3 separate regions of the Mus musculus genome follow, and all the other regions are linked to region 1. The links are chromatin contacts, called in public HiCAR-type and HiChIP or PLAC-seq maps. All regions are on one chromosome and are shown on one strand. The core of a region is the stretch at or near the end of the contact, and the rest is flanking DNA. Distances in the headings are between cores, read along the strand shown.

The links. HiCAR-type assays count read pairs that join an accessible place to other places. HiChIP or PLAC-seq counts read pairs in DNA pulled down with a chosen protein or histone mark.
Region 2: an H3K27ac HiChIP or PLAC-seq map of neural progenitor cells shows a contact between it and region 1, with 10 times the contacts expected there. The contact joins two enhancer-like sites. A contact is called at or near these places in 3 of 484 Hi-C or Micro-C datasets (Th1 cells, bone marrow-derived macrophages and uterus), 7 of 115 datasets of contacts at active chromatin or transcription factors (acute myeloid leukemia, astrocytes, embryonic fibroblasts and 3 more) and 1 of 9 other capture datasets (embryonic stem cells).
Region 3: a HiCAR-type map of astrocytes shows a contact between it and region 1, with 2.8 times the contacts expected there. The contact joins two enhancer-like sites. A contact is called at or near these places in 2 of 484 Hi-C or Micro-C datasets (bone marrow-derived macrophages and macrophages) and 4 of 115 datasets of contacts at active chromatin or transcription factors (astrocytes, bone marrow-derived macrophages, pancreatic cancer cells and 1 more).

The regions. Positions count from the first base shown.
Region 1 is chr3:50,419,244-50,423,598 of GRCm38.p6, forward strand. The region is part of intron 5 of Slc7a11 (solute carrier family 7 (cationic amino acid transporter, y+ system), member 11); the gene reads right to left. Among named protein-coding and RNA genes, the nearest start is that of Slc7a11, 22 kb to the right of the region's middle. Within about 2 kb of position 2,903, at least 40 of the 459 cell types and tissues checked have an H3K27ac peak or open chromatin away from gene starts, as enhancers often do. A contact at or near this core is called in astrocytes and neural progenitor cells, where this site is marked.
Region 2 is chr3:51,119,833-51,124,588 of GRCm38.p6, forward strand. No RefSeq gene overlaps it. Among named protein-coding and RNA genes, the nearest start is that of Gm35891, 6.7 kb to the right of the region's middle. Within about 2 kb of position 2,354, at least 32 of the 459 cell types and tissues checked have an H3K27ac peak or open chromatin away from gene starts, as enhancers often do. A contact at or near this core is called in neural progenitor cells, where this site is marked.
Region 3 is chr3:51,192,354-51,196,900 of GRCm38.p6, forward strand. No RefSeq gene overlaps it. Among named protein-coding and RNA genes, the nearest start is that of Gm40044, 26 kb to the right of the region's middle. Within about 2 kb of position 3,073, at least 193 of the 459 cell types and tissues checked have an H3K27ac peak or open chromatin away from gene starts, as enhancers often do. A contact at or near this core is called in astrocytes, where this site is marked.

The DNA of each region.
Region 1 (4,355 bases), core at 1,653-4,152:
GCCCATACAGGGGTGGCTGATGTCTTGTGTCCTTGACTTTGTTTTCCCACTAAAATGCGCTGTTACTGGCCCTTTAAGTCTACTAAGTTCTTTCTAAGTGAGGTTACTCCTCAAGTAAGGTCAAAGGAAATTCCATTCCCAAATAAGAATAGGGGACTGGATGAATACAATGAGGAAATTAAGACTCCTCAAGAGTACAGTTGAATGTAACAAAAGCAAACTTGCTCTCTCTTCATTCCATCAGCCCAGGGAACATCTGCGAGTGAAAGTCACGCATTCTACTGTTATCTTATTCCTTAGATGCTAGAATATCCTCCTGTATAGTGCATGGAAGCATCCTGTGAAAGTCAAACTCCACTCTTTAAAACCAAAGATCCAGAACATTAGCTGTTCATTGGCCACATGCTTAAAGCATGGCACAACCTTTGAGAAAGGAGAAAGCTTGGCTTGCCCCATGATCATGGCAATCCTATGGAATCCACGAGTCAGCTGATGCTCAAGAACAAGATGGCTACACCTTTAAGGACTACATTATGAATTCATATTTGAAATATATAGACAGAAAAAATGCAATAGCGATAAGTGTGATATAAAAAGTGCACACATACACGCACATAACTAATGATGTGTTTTAACAACTAGAAAGTTAAAAAAATTAAAAACAGCAGTTGTTGTTACTCTAGGAGAATGCATATAACATTGTTATTCTAGGAGATGAAACTGTCGATGTGACCCTTACTGTGCACATGCTCCATTTTTCAGTATTTAACGCAAGACTGGCTGGCAGAATTATAAGGGTGGATTATAAATGAGCTACTCCTCCCTGCTCTGAGTATATCAGGGATAGTGCTGTGGAATGTACTATTTGTGACTGATTTGACATGTTTGTTATAAGCCTGAGGCAACAGGCAGTATGCAAACCAAATGAAATAAATAAGCAAACATATAAGTAACACCCCAAACTGAATAAACCATATGAATTAAGGAATATGCCAGGTTTTGTGTGTCAGAGATAGCCAGTTGCTTCTTAATAGTTGATGAACTGGTCTTTCTCAACAGCCCTAATGCAAGAAGGGAACTGTCTGTAGAAAGAATATGACTTCAAGTATTTTCTCATGTCCCTAAAGAATACAGGAAAGGATAGTGCCTGGGTACAGTTTGGGGAGAAGAGGATGAAAATGGATCATTTCAGTGCAAAAGTTCACCCACTGTAGGAAATACATCTTGATGCCTGTCCAGTCTCTAGTAAGTAGGCCCACTGTATTCTCTCTCCCCTGGCTTAGTCCTCAAGGTCCCTGGTAACTGCTCACGAGGTCTATTGTCCAACGTTCTCTATGACTCTGCATAAGTATGATGGTTGGCCCTGCACTGTAATTGCCAACCTTGTACATGACTTTTCAAAGGAAACAGATTCTTTAGGTGAGTTGAAACAAAGGCGTACAATAATCCTGGCTGATGCTTCAGGGAGACGAAATCCATTGAGGATCCGATTAAAGAGGGCGACAAAAGACACTGAAAACCAATTTTCTATCACACAGTGAAAAGAGAGGGAAAAAAAAATCTCAACACGCTATGCTTAGCTTTGGACCCAGAGATAGGACTGAAATTGGTTGACTCCCCAAGGCCACAGGCTGACTGGCAGATGGATTCCTCTGAATACGGACATTGGCAATAATATTAAAGTTGTGCTCGCCTGACTCTGTGACCTGACTGAGTTAATGACTTCTTTTCCCCTAATCATGTTTCTGTGGAGGGGGTTTTCATCATTCTGGATAGGTTCTGTGCTCCTCAGAGCCAAGACTTTACTCCATCCAGGATCCCCGAGGGTTGGTAGAATCTTTTTCCTATTCTGCCTTGCAGCTGGAGGTGACTGCTCTAACAGCAAGGTATCCAAGACAACAGTTGGCTAACATGCTACCTGTCTAAACAGTTAGCAGTCTGGCTAGAAATTTCTCATCATAACTGACTTGCTTTTCTCTCATTACAATGTCTACACATATTTTTAGTCAAATATTGTTCTACAGCAATAAAAGGAGTGGTAACCACTTAACATCCCGATTTACATCTGCAAGCCAGTTTTGCAATCATATGGTAAAAGATGGAGAATTCAGGCAGCAAAGGTTGTTCTTATCATGCCTCTGTCTATGAAACTCAGTTTAGACTCCCCTTGGATCCTTTTCCATGGAAATATCTGCACCTCTGCATTGCTAAGCCTACAGGCTCTTCCTTCTTATTCTGATTCTATTCTTTTTTTCTTCTAAGACTGAGAGCCATAAATTAACAACCAGGTCCTCTCCCCTCTTCACACAGCAGCACTGAGCCAGCAAACAAACCATTACAGCTAAATACTTCCTTATTATCCTTAAGCTAAGCCATTTGGGTCCGATAGCATCCTCATTTAAAATCCTAGATTTACTTCCCAACACTGCGACTGAACCCCCAAGAACACAAAGAAACTGATGGTTCCTGGCTCTCCAAACTGTGGTCGAAACACAAGGACTGTGTAGACAAAAGTATAAATAAAGTTTTCTGTAAACTTCTATTACCGTTGGAAGTGATTGCACTTTGGACTTGGCATGGGTGAAATGCAATATTAATAAGAAGCCAAGATGAAAAGAGTCTTTATCCACAAAAAAAAAAAAAAAATCCACAGAAGAAAATTGGCTATACACGAAGCAGGTGACCTGAATATCCAGTGCTGGGAGGTGGAGGAGTGGGGGTAGAAATGTTTTAAGATTCTGTGGGAACAAATGCAGGGTGCTCACAGGCAAAAGAGACTCCATTGAACAGAATTAATCAAATCTGCCGTGTGAAGATCACCATGCTCCACATTCTTGAAAGAGTATAACAGGCTCCCAGCACCCAGCAGGAGCTGAAAGCGCTTGTCCCCTCCCCTGCTTTGCTCTGGGGCTCCCAAGGACCCTCACAGTGGCTTGGCTGCTGCCCCAGGGCATGGAGCCCTGATCCAGGCTCAATAGACATAGAAGAGTTGATTCTGCTTCTAACACTGTGATCACACTCGCTTCTTTTCTCTCCTTAGCACTGCATTGTGCTTTGGACAAAAGTGAAAAGACTTCAAAAACACTGAGATTCAAAACTGAAAGCATGCATACAAATGGCTGCAAAATGTCTTCTATGGGGATACAAATATTATATGCTGATCTTATGTTGTAACCTAACAGCCTTCAAACATTTTTTGCTTCAAAACTATGCTAAGCCCACGTGGCTGGGCTCTGTGGAGTTTCTTCTAATGTCATATTTTCACAATTTGTGAGATTAATAGGGTACATACTGCTTATTTTTAATGCATTTTATAATATCTGGAAGGTAATACAAAATAATGAAGGGGGAGAAAATTTTATTTGTGTTGTAAATATTTACATAACTCTTGAGATAGCAACGTTTCTTGCTGGCATTCTTCAGGCTCACACAGGGTTATCACAGCTTTAATTACTGGTTTTATTAAGATGCGAAAAGAGCTACTACACATTATTTGCTCCAAAACAATGAAAATTAATCTTTCTGAAATGATTCTGATGTTATATCTAGTGGGCTTTCAGGATATAGTAGTTTCAACTACAGCTTAAAAGGTCAATAAGTAGTTACAGAAAGTTTCTCTCTGATATTTGATTACTGTGACTCATGCTCCTCAACAAAATACTACTATATCACTACAGGAGGATCACAGGCAGACAGGCACAAGGGACAAAGAGTTACTTCTGGTATCATAGTGCCAATTATATTTGCTACCCATTTTTTTGTTTTCAACTGCTGAAAACATCTTAATGAAACAAATAAAGGGCGAGACTATGTTGCATACGACTTGACCACTTAACTTTTATTATTGTGATTTCTCCTTTCCTAGCTTAATCATATGGGCCATATTAATCTCCTGAGACCATCTCACTTCTTCCTATGAATTGTTTCTTCCTCATGACCGAGTAGAAAACAATCATCAACTTCTATTTATGAATCTCTTTAGTACTCTACCACAAAGGCTGTCTGACAGGTAAGTACTAATCCACGTACCCTATGGTACTTACTATACTGTTCCCACTGATGAGTAGCGAAAAGTAATTTATAATGACCATTAAACCCCAGCATTTGTTTGTTCATTCTTATGACACTGGACTAAGTCTAATAGCATCCTTAACTATTTGAGGGCCTCAGATATTGATGCCATAAGCTTCAGGCTTTGCCACACTGAAGGAAACGGAAAGAATTTCTTTCTGTTATCCTTCCATCTCTCCTTCATGCTTCTCTTTCTTCTCTTCCGAGGTAAGCTGCAGAAACTAGAACCTGTCTTCCCCTAAGTGGCTCATAGAAGCCAGAAGTGATCTCCAGCAAAGCCAACA
Region 2 (4,756 bases), core at 1,104-3,603, 700 kb after region 1:
AGACCACAGATCTAGCCTCCATGTTCATCTATACAGGGTGACCTGCTTCTTGTTCTTCTGTATGCAGTAACCTCACCTCTCTATTCAACTCTCTATAATAAACATGTTAAGCTTCTAAGGTGTGGTGATCTCTCTAACAGAGGTCTCAGTCCACCTGGTCCCTGCTTTCCTGTGTGTCCAGATGTCTGCTTTTCCTTCATTCCCTCGCTGTCCAGGTTCAAGTCCCAGGAGCCATGCTAGGATACAGCAACTTATACACATAAAACAGAAGTAAAAATTAAAAAGTATTAGAAGTAACTTGCCACAAGCTGGAGACGTGTCTCGTGGGTAAACTGCTTGCTGGACCAACACAAGGACCTGAGTCTGGATAGCTAGAACATACCTAAAAAGTATGAGGTGTGACGCACGTGCCTATGATCCTGGTGCTAGGATACAGATAGGCAGAAGGACCCCAGGGCTTCCTGGCCAGCCAACTGAGCCAGGTGGTAAGCTCCAAGTTAAGTGAGAAACCATGTCTCAAGAGGTAAGGTGAAGAACATCAGAACACCAATGATACTGACCTCTGGCCTCCACACATACACACACATGTGCACAAACACACAAGTACACCACACACACACACACACAAATGTCTTGACACATTCTTCTTTGAAAATCTTGCCTTGATTTCTTTGAAAAGCTCCCAATTTGTCCCCATTTGGAGAATGAAGTATGATGCTGGTTATCCTAGTTGTTCAAGTCACAACTATTGGGAGCCTCTCTCTGTACCGGAAGCATCCGCGTGGAACAAGCAGGCTTCACAATCCCACACCTCCACAATGTGGAAATGAGCATGTTCTCGCCATGTCAGGCCGGCAGCCAGGCGCATGCCACTCACTCGTCAGGCAGGCACTGACCCCACTCCATCACAGTCGGCATGCCAAGAGCTGGGCATGGCAGAGTGGAGGTGACATGCAGGACACCTGCCCTTCCGCTTCTGTGCCAAGCAATCAGTGAGGATTCAGCTGTGAGCCACCACCGCAGACATGTCAAAGGAGCCGTAACTCAGCCGCAAATTAAGTGTAGGTATGTTAGCTGGTCTGTTACAGGCTTTTCTATTTTCCTCGTCTCACATTTTGCAATTGATAAACAAAGAGTTCGCCAATAAGGTGCCAAAAAGAACATCATAATCAGGAAGTTTCAGTGATTTTGTTGTATGCCACTACTAATAAAAGGATTGATAATGGAAATAAACTGGGAGGTAGAGGAATGAATGGCAATATATATATATATATATATATATATATACATATATATACATATATATATATATATACACACATATACATCATATACATCATATACATCATATACATATACATCATATACATATACATCATATACATCATATACATCATATACATATACATCATATACATATGCATATACATATACATATACATACACGCACACATAGATTTTTCTGATAATGTTCCATTTCTTTTTTCTTTTCTTTCTTTTCTTTTTTTTTTCTTTTTTTGGGGTATGTGTGTGTGTGTGTGTGTATGTGTGTGTATGTGTGTGTGTATGATACAGTCCAGGCTGTCCTCAATCTCAAAATGTAGCCAGAAAGGGCTTTGATTTCCTAGTCCTCTTGCCTCTGACTCCTGGATGCTTGTATTATAGGTTGGCTCGTTTTAGCACTTATTTTAATGTTCATGAGTCCTGCTTCTCAGGTAATACCAAGGGGAAGTTAAGAAGCAGAATCAAAATAAAAATAAATGTATCTCTGTCCCACCAACACATTATTGTCACACTGTCCAACAGGCAAATGTGTTTTAAATGAAAGATATTAGTCACTAGTTTTCCCTTAACATCTCTTCCAAGTGAAGGAGGTTTTTGGGAAGCTTGTCTTTCTAGCCTGTACATTCTGTCTCGGGCAATCAATGAGAAAACATTTTTTTGACAAGTCAAATGTCCATGATTAAGAGGAGAAACAGCCCTCTCTCTGCAGAATATATGACTTACTCCTTCTCGGTCCCTGAAGGTATCAGTCTGCGTTTCACTGCAGACGCAGCCCTGTGTCTTGGTCAGTGCACACATTAAAGGCTCCATCATCCTCTGCTACTTAAGAGAGAGATTTAACATTAGCTCGTGTTAGATGTAAAGGAACAACCTTCTCCATTGAAAGAGAAATTTTATTTCTCAGGGAGAAAAAATACTGCATGCAGTCACTCCGGTGCATTATGAACCTGCTACTGCGTGTGGAATTTATGGTCGAGGTCTCTTCTCTTTGGCAAGGATTCTTCACCTCTAAAGGCAGAATTAAAGATCTCAAAGCTGCCCCAAAAAAAGTTCCACGGACCTTTAGTGCCATCTAGTGCTCAAAGTCTGTCATGCCTCACCAATGGCTTCCTCTAGGAATTTGAAGAGATGGAGGCCCTGGCAGGGAAAACTCTGAGAGTTCTAAGTGGGCTTGGCAGTAAACAGCATTGGCCCACACCAGAACTGTTGTGCCTGAAAACAGTGTCCTGGATACATGACATTTCCACACTGGCTCCCATAAAGAGCTGCTACTGGATCTCATGGCTGCCCCCTGCTTAGTCATCTGCTGGAAGCAAGCTATCTAGAGTGGATGGTGTGTGTGTGTGTGTGTGTGTGTGTGTGTGTGTGTGTGTGTGTGTGTGTTGCATACACAAGAGGAGCCTGAAAATGTTCCATGCTGAGAGCCCTACACCATTCCAAGTGGCATCAGGAAGGGACACATGCAAAATCACCCCACATGACTTCTACATTTAGATCCTGGGGTCAATATCCTGCACTAGAGAGGCCTTCCTCCTCTGTACTCTGGTTATAAACAGAAGCCAGATGTAGGCTACATGAAAGTGAGGTTAATGGGTCTTTCTAAGGGCACCATGGACAGCAGCTTCTGTGGTTGGTGGCATGTGATCTAGATACTGCTACAGAGGTAGCATCTCTGTGTCATCGCTACTTGCCAAAAGCAGAGGAACAAAGCTGTCAGAGGCTTGAGGATTTAATCTATAACTTCCCTTCCTTTCCTACCAACCTCTGTTCTAGCTGCTGTCATTTTAAGAATCAGGTTTAAATGCTATGTCCCAAACCTGTGGCACTGTGGAATGGAGGTGTAAGTTATAAGGGGTTGGGCAGGAGGTTAGGTCACTGGGCACATGCCCTTGCAGATACTATTAGGACCCTGTGCTCTCTCCTTCTTGTTTCCAGGCTGGCGTGAGGCAGCCTGACCTCCTGTATCATGTGATCCCACCATGGCACGGTGTGAGGACACAAGCCCAAAACAAAAGTGACCATGGATGGAAAGCATGCCCACAAGTCAACCCTTTTCCTTAGACATCCTTTTGTCGTCTTCTTCTTCTTCTTCTTCTTCTTCTTCTTCTTCTTCTTCTTCTTCTTCTTCTTCTTCTTCTTCCTTTTTTTTTTTTTTTTTTTTTGAGACAGGGTTTCTCTGTATAGCCCTGGCTGTCCTGGAACTCACTTTGTAGACCAGGCTAGTCTCGAACTCAGAAATCTGCCTGCCTGCCTCTGCCTCCCAAGTGCTGGGATTAAAGGCATGCGCCAACACTGCCCTGCTCCTTTTGTCTTCTTATACAGTATCTAAAAGCTGGCTAACACTTTGTCCCTAAACTTTAAGGGGAAGGTCAGATGGGAACAGATGGGAAGATGGTACATCAGTCTTTTGTATCTGTGAGGAAGAGAGTTGGCGATGATGGGAAACCATTGTTGGCATTGCAAGGTTCAGAACACCCAGGATATAAAACTCAAGCCACGGGTATCTTGGAGACGCTCTCAGGATCAGGCCAGCAGCTGAGTGTGGTCACAAGTACCTCCCCTACTTCCTTCGGTGCAAAGACAGCGCATCCAGCAGTCATGGCTCTCTTTCATTCTGTGCCCTATTTTTAAATATCTCTTGGTTATTTTCTGATATGAGTAGAGGATATTAAAGTAAAAGGTAGGTAGAACAGATATTCACTACTATAATCCCCTATTTCATCTCCTAACAGAATGTGTGTGACTCCTCATCAGAAGGACTGTGGCTTCTTTACTCACCCTGTCCTGAAAAGCAGGGCTACTAAAGGACCTGCCTGGCTGGGTTGCTGTCAGGATCAAGAGTGCTGCCATATGTTAAATGCTCCTGAGTGCACTAAATGCTCTTAACAAACTTAGCTGTAGCTACTAAGACTAGGAGCACAAACAAGGCTGGGGGGAGACAGGGATGCCTTGCTCTCCAAAACGCCTGTGGTTGAGTGAGTACATTTGCTTTAAAAAAAAAAAAAAGGCATGTCTCCTTTGTCAGACTTTAAACTCCTTAAGGAAGATATACTGTTAAGGGAACCACCATGTAACTCGCACCAGGGCTGAGCCTATTGCCAATATTTAGCTCAATGGACATAATATCAAACTGCCTTCTAAACTCTTATCTCCATGTCCATAATTAGTGCAGTCCCCGGGCCTCATCACAGAAGTTTCTTTGTGAAGTGGACAACAGTTAACAACTGAAGAATTCACAACTCATCAAGGGCACAAATGACACATTCAGAGAGAGAGAGAGAGAGAGACAGAGACAGAGACAGAGACAGAGACAGAGACAGAGACAGAGACAGGCAGACAGAGACAGACACACAGCCACAGAGAGACAGAGACAGAGCTCAGGGACCAGCACAGAATATGAGACCAAAGATTCTGGGCAGGGTTCAGAAAGGAGCAAAGCAAAACAGTATGTTGCGAACATGACAAAATCTCT
Region 3 (4,547 bases), core at 1,823-4,322, 770 kb after region 1:
GGCGCAAGTGCTGGCCTAGAACTTACTATAGAGACCAGGATGGCCTCTGCCTCCTGAGTGGTGAGATTAAAGGTTTATACCTGGCTAAGAAAAAAAAATTTAAACATAATTCTGCTTAATTTTCTTTAGAGCAGTGGCGCTCACCCTGTGGGTTGCAACACCTTTTGGGGACCGAGTGACCCTTTCACGGGGGTCACCTAAGGCCATCTGCATATCAGATATTTGTATTATAATTCATAGCAAAACTACAGTTATGAAATAGCAAGGAAAAGTAATATTTTAAAGATTTATTTCTTTTATGCATATGAGTGAGTACACTGTGGCTGTCTTCAGACACACCAGAAGAGGGCATCGGATCCCATTACAGATGGTTGTGAGCCACCATGTGGTTGCTGGGAATTGAACTCAGGACCTCTGGAAGAGCAGTCAGGGCTCTTAACCGCTGAGCCAACTCTCTAGCCCTGGAAAAGTAATTTTATGATTGGGGGTCACCACACCGTGAGGAACCGTACTAAAGGGTTCCTTAGTACAGTTGCTCTGGCATTAGGAAAGTTGAGAACCACTGATTTGTAGGATCCTGAATTCAGGGAAAACCTGAGCTACACAGTGAGTTCCACCGCAAACTGGACGACACAGGAAGACCCTATTTTAAAATGGAAGACAGTCCTGCCTGGTTATAGGAGCAGGGTGAAGACAGAAGCAAAAGTGTCAGGACAAGTCCAGCTCAGCTATAGAGGGAGTCCCCAGCCTGGGCTTCATAGAGAGACAAGAGAAAAAGAGACAGACGGGCAGACAGACAGACAGACAGACAGACAGACAGACAGACAGACAGACAGAGAAGGGGAGGGATAGAAAGGGGAAGGAAAATAGAGGGAAGGAAAGGAGAAGAGAGGAGAAGAGAGGAGAGGAGGGGAGAGGAGGGGAGGGGAGGGGAGGGGAGGGGAGGGGAGAGGAGGGGAGGGGAGGGGAGGGGAGGGGAGGGGAGGGGAGGGGAAAGGAGAGGAAAGCAGGGCCCACAAACCCACCCACAGAACAACCAAAAGAAGGTACTTTTTAGCTGAGGCTCCTTCTTCCCAGGCAACCCTAGCTTGTATGGAGCTGGCAAAAACTAATCTCGCCCTAGTGTCCCTAGGAAATAGTAATTTAGAGCTGAGAAGTCACCAAGACTCTTTGGCCCGCCTAAAAGTCCACTCACGGCTTGCTGTTAGGGTCTCGCAAAGGAGGGGGAAAGGCTGGGCATGTTGTCTCAGGCCTTTAATCCCAGCACTTGGGAGGCAGAGGCAAGCGGATTTCTGAGTTCGAGGCCAGCCTGATCTACAGAGTGAGTTCCAGGACAGCCAGGGCTATACAGAGAAACCCTGTCTCAAAAAGAAAGAAAGAAAGAAAGAAAGAAAGAAAGAAAGAAAGAAAGAAAGAAAGAAAGAAAGAAAGAAAGAAAGAAAGAAAGAAAGAAAGAGAACAAAAAACAAACAAACAATAAATAAATAAAAAGAGACAGATAGAGAAAGCCTCACGTTTGAATGTCATATGAAACCCATTATTTCATGTATTAGAGTTTTTAAAATTAATAAAAAGATTCTTTACTTTTTTAATAATAAAACAGTGCTTCTCAAATATTTTAGAAAAGATAAATAATATCTCAATGTTACAGCACCAGTGTTGAACTCTGACACATAAACTTACCAAACTCTACTCTTGTACACACAGAAGTGGCGACAGCTGGGAAGAAACCCCTGCACAGAGGTCTTTACCTTCCAGCAGTCTCCACTGCTGGTTTCCCTGGCCAGGATGGGCCTCCTCTCAAGACTGGAGGGACATTTCACCTCATTTCACACTTGGAGACACAGAGAAAGATCCTTGTTCCAAGTTAGATCCATAAAAGCTGGGTCCCAGGGGGGAGCGTGCGGCAAGAGCAGGCTTGAAGACTTGAGGCCAGAGGCTCCTGGCTCGGTCCTCCGGATGAGATCATTGTAATCATTGTACTTCAGCTTTCCGGGGGTTGAGTCAACAACTCCCCCACACAGGTGAGGGGTAACAGGAAGCATTAGTATCCAGTCTGCTTCACTGATCGCTAGGACAGAAACTGAAAACCAGGCAGGGTGTCTCACATCTGTAACTCCAGTACCCAGGATGCTGAGGGAAGGGAATCCCTATACATTTAGGAGTAGCCTGAGCTACATAGGAAGACCCTGTATCAAAAGGAGAGAGAGAGAGAGAGAGAGAGAGAGAGAGAGAGAGAGAGAGAGAGAGAGAGAGAGAGAGAATCCAGTTGCATGCGGCTAGAGATGGCTCAGTGGTTAAGAGCACTTGCCTCTCTTGCAGAAGACACCCAGGTTTGATTCCCAGCACCCACCTTTTAGCAGCTAACAACTGTCTGTAACTCCAGCTTGAGGGGATCTGAGACCCTCTCCTGGCCTCCTCAGGCACTAGGCACACACGTGGTACACAAACGTGCACGTAGGCCAAACATTCGCACATATAAAATAAAAGTTCCCTGTAATTTAAAAAGTAATTCTTTTTCCATATAAAATAAATTCTGGGGATGGGGGTGGCTGGTGAGCTAGCTCAGCAGTACAGATCTTTCAGAGGACTCAGGGTCAGTTCCCCACACCTGTGTCAGGTGGTCCACAGCTGTCTAAAACACGAATGCACAGTCAGTCCACTTAGCATCTGGCTACAAGGGATCCAACACCTTCTAGACTCTCCAGGCACCTGCCCTTGTGTACACACACACACACACACACACACACACACATTAAAAATAAAGAAATAAATTCAGGAATTAGCACACCCAATCAGGATAGTGTTTCCACAAAGTCATCGGGACCCAGAACTCTTTGAGCTCAGTCTTTCTACTCTTCATCCTCGAGGCCCACGGCAGGTGATGAGCCTAGCTATTGCCTTTGTATTCACCTCAGAAGACATTGGAGAAAGGGACACTTCCAGAGAGCTGCCTATGCGTCTATTTATGTCTCACTGGCCAAAACTTACTCACATGTCTACCCCTCAAAGAAAGTAAGAATGTCTTCTATTATTTGGGTGACTCATCTAGCCAATGAGCAGGAAGAGAGTGAAATGTGGGGTGCGCCAGACTCTCCCAGCCATAGAGCATCACGCCAAAATGTGGAAACAGCAAAGCAAACCCCTGGGAAGCCAGCCGCCCAGCCTGTGTGAGTCACACAACTCGGTGACTCACTCCCGCCCCCAGAGCTTGTCAGTGCAGCTGAGTTTCTCAGCATCGTGAAACTTAAGAGATTGCTAAAATAGTCACCGCTCTGGATGGTGTGCTCCTGGATGCAAAGCATCTACTTAGCATTTAGCATGTTTCCTAAGTGTCCAAATTACATGTTTCACACAAAAATTACCGTCTCTGTCAAGCACTAAAGGTAAATGCTCTTTAACATCAACAGTTACTTCAGAGAGATTATTTCCGGCTCGGAGAAGAGCAGAACACTCCTCTGTATTGGGTTAGGCCTAAAGTTGCTTGTAGTCTAATGTTAATTGGGTCCCCCAAAACTGTTAGCACGAGAAAGTCCGCACTGAGGGACCCTCCCCCAGTTGATTCTGATTGGTTAAGATAGATGCCAGCAGCCAATAGCTGGGGAGAAGAGACATAGGCAGCAGTTTAGGTTTCCCAGGCTTGGGACCACGAGGAACTGGAGGAGGGGGACAAGAGCTGCCATCTCTCGGAAGAATGTTCAGGAGAGAGAGATAATATCCGCCATGAAGTAGAGAAGCAAGCAGAGGCCTGAGCTCTGGGCCAAGAGACCGTGGGCTGACCAATTGGAGTTAAGAGCAGCCAAGATGGAACACAGAAATTTGTAAGTAGCAACCCGAAGGAGGTAGATTCTAACAGCATAGAGGGTAGGCAGTTGCCCAGCTCTTGTGCTGCATAAGGCATATTTTAAAAATATAAGGCGGAGAGATGGCTCAGCGGTTAAGAGCACTGATTGCTCTTCTGAAGGTCCCGAGTTCAAATCGCAGCAACCACATGGTGGCTCACAGCCATCTGTAATGGGATCTGACGCCCTCTTCTGGTGTGTCTGAAGACAGCTAGAATGTACTTACATATAATAATAAATAAATCTTTGGGCCGGAGCGAGCGGAGCCAGAGCGAGCAAAGGTCCTGAGTTCGATTCCCATCAACCACGTGATGGCCCACAACCATCTGTACAGCTAAAGTGTACTCATATACATAAAGTAAATAAGTAAATCTTAATACACACACATATAGCTGTGTGTATCTTTCATTCGGGGACATAAATGGTCAAAGGCAGGAAGGAACCCCAAGCTGGGATTTATTAAGATTCCCACTACACTCTTCTTCACGGTCTTTCATTCTTTCCTGTGGATAAGATTCCTTCTCTGTGTACACAGCGGTTCTATAGTCAGAGAAACACCATGACTACCTTTCTAACTGCATCCCTGACCCACTAGTTAAGGGGTCACTCAGTCACAACCCACAGTAACTGAGGAGAGGGGTAATTAGGAAATCTGACTGCTGTCTGTCTGTCTGTCTATCTGTCTATCTGTCTGTCATCTCTCTT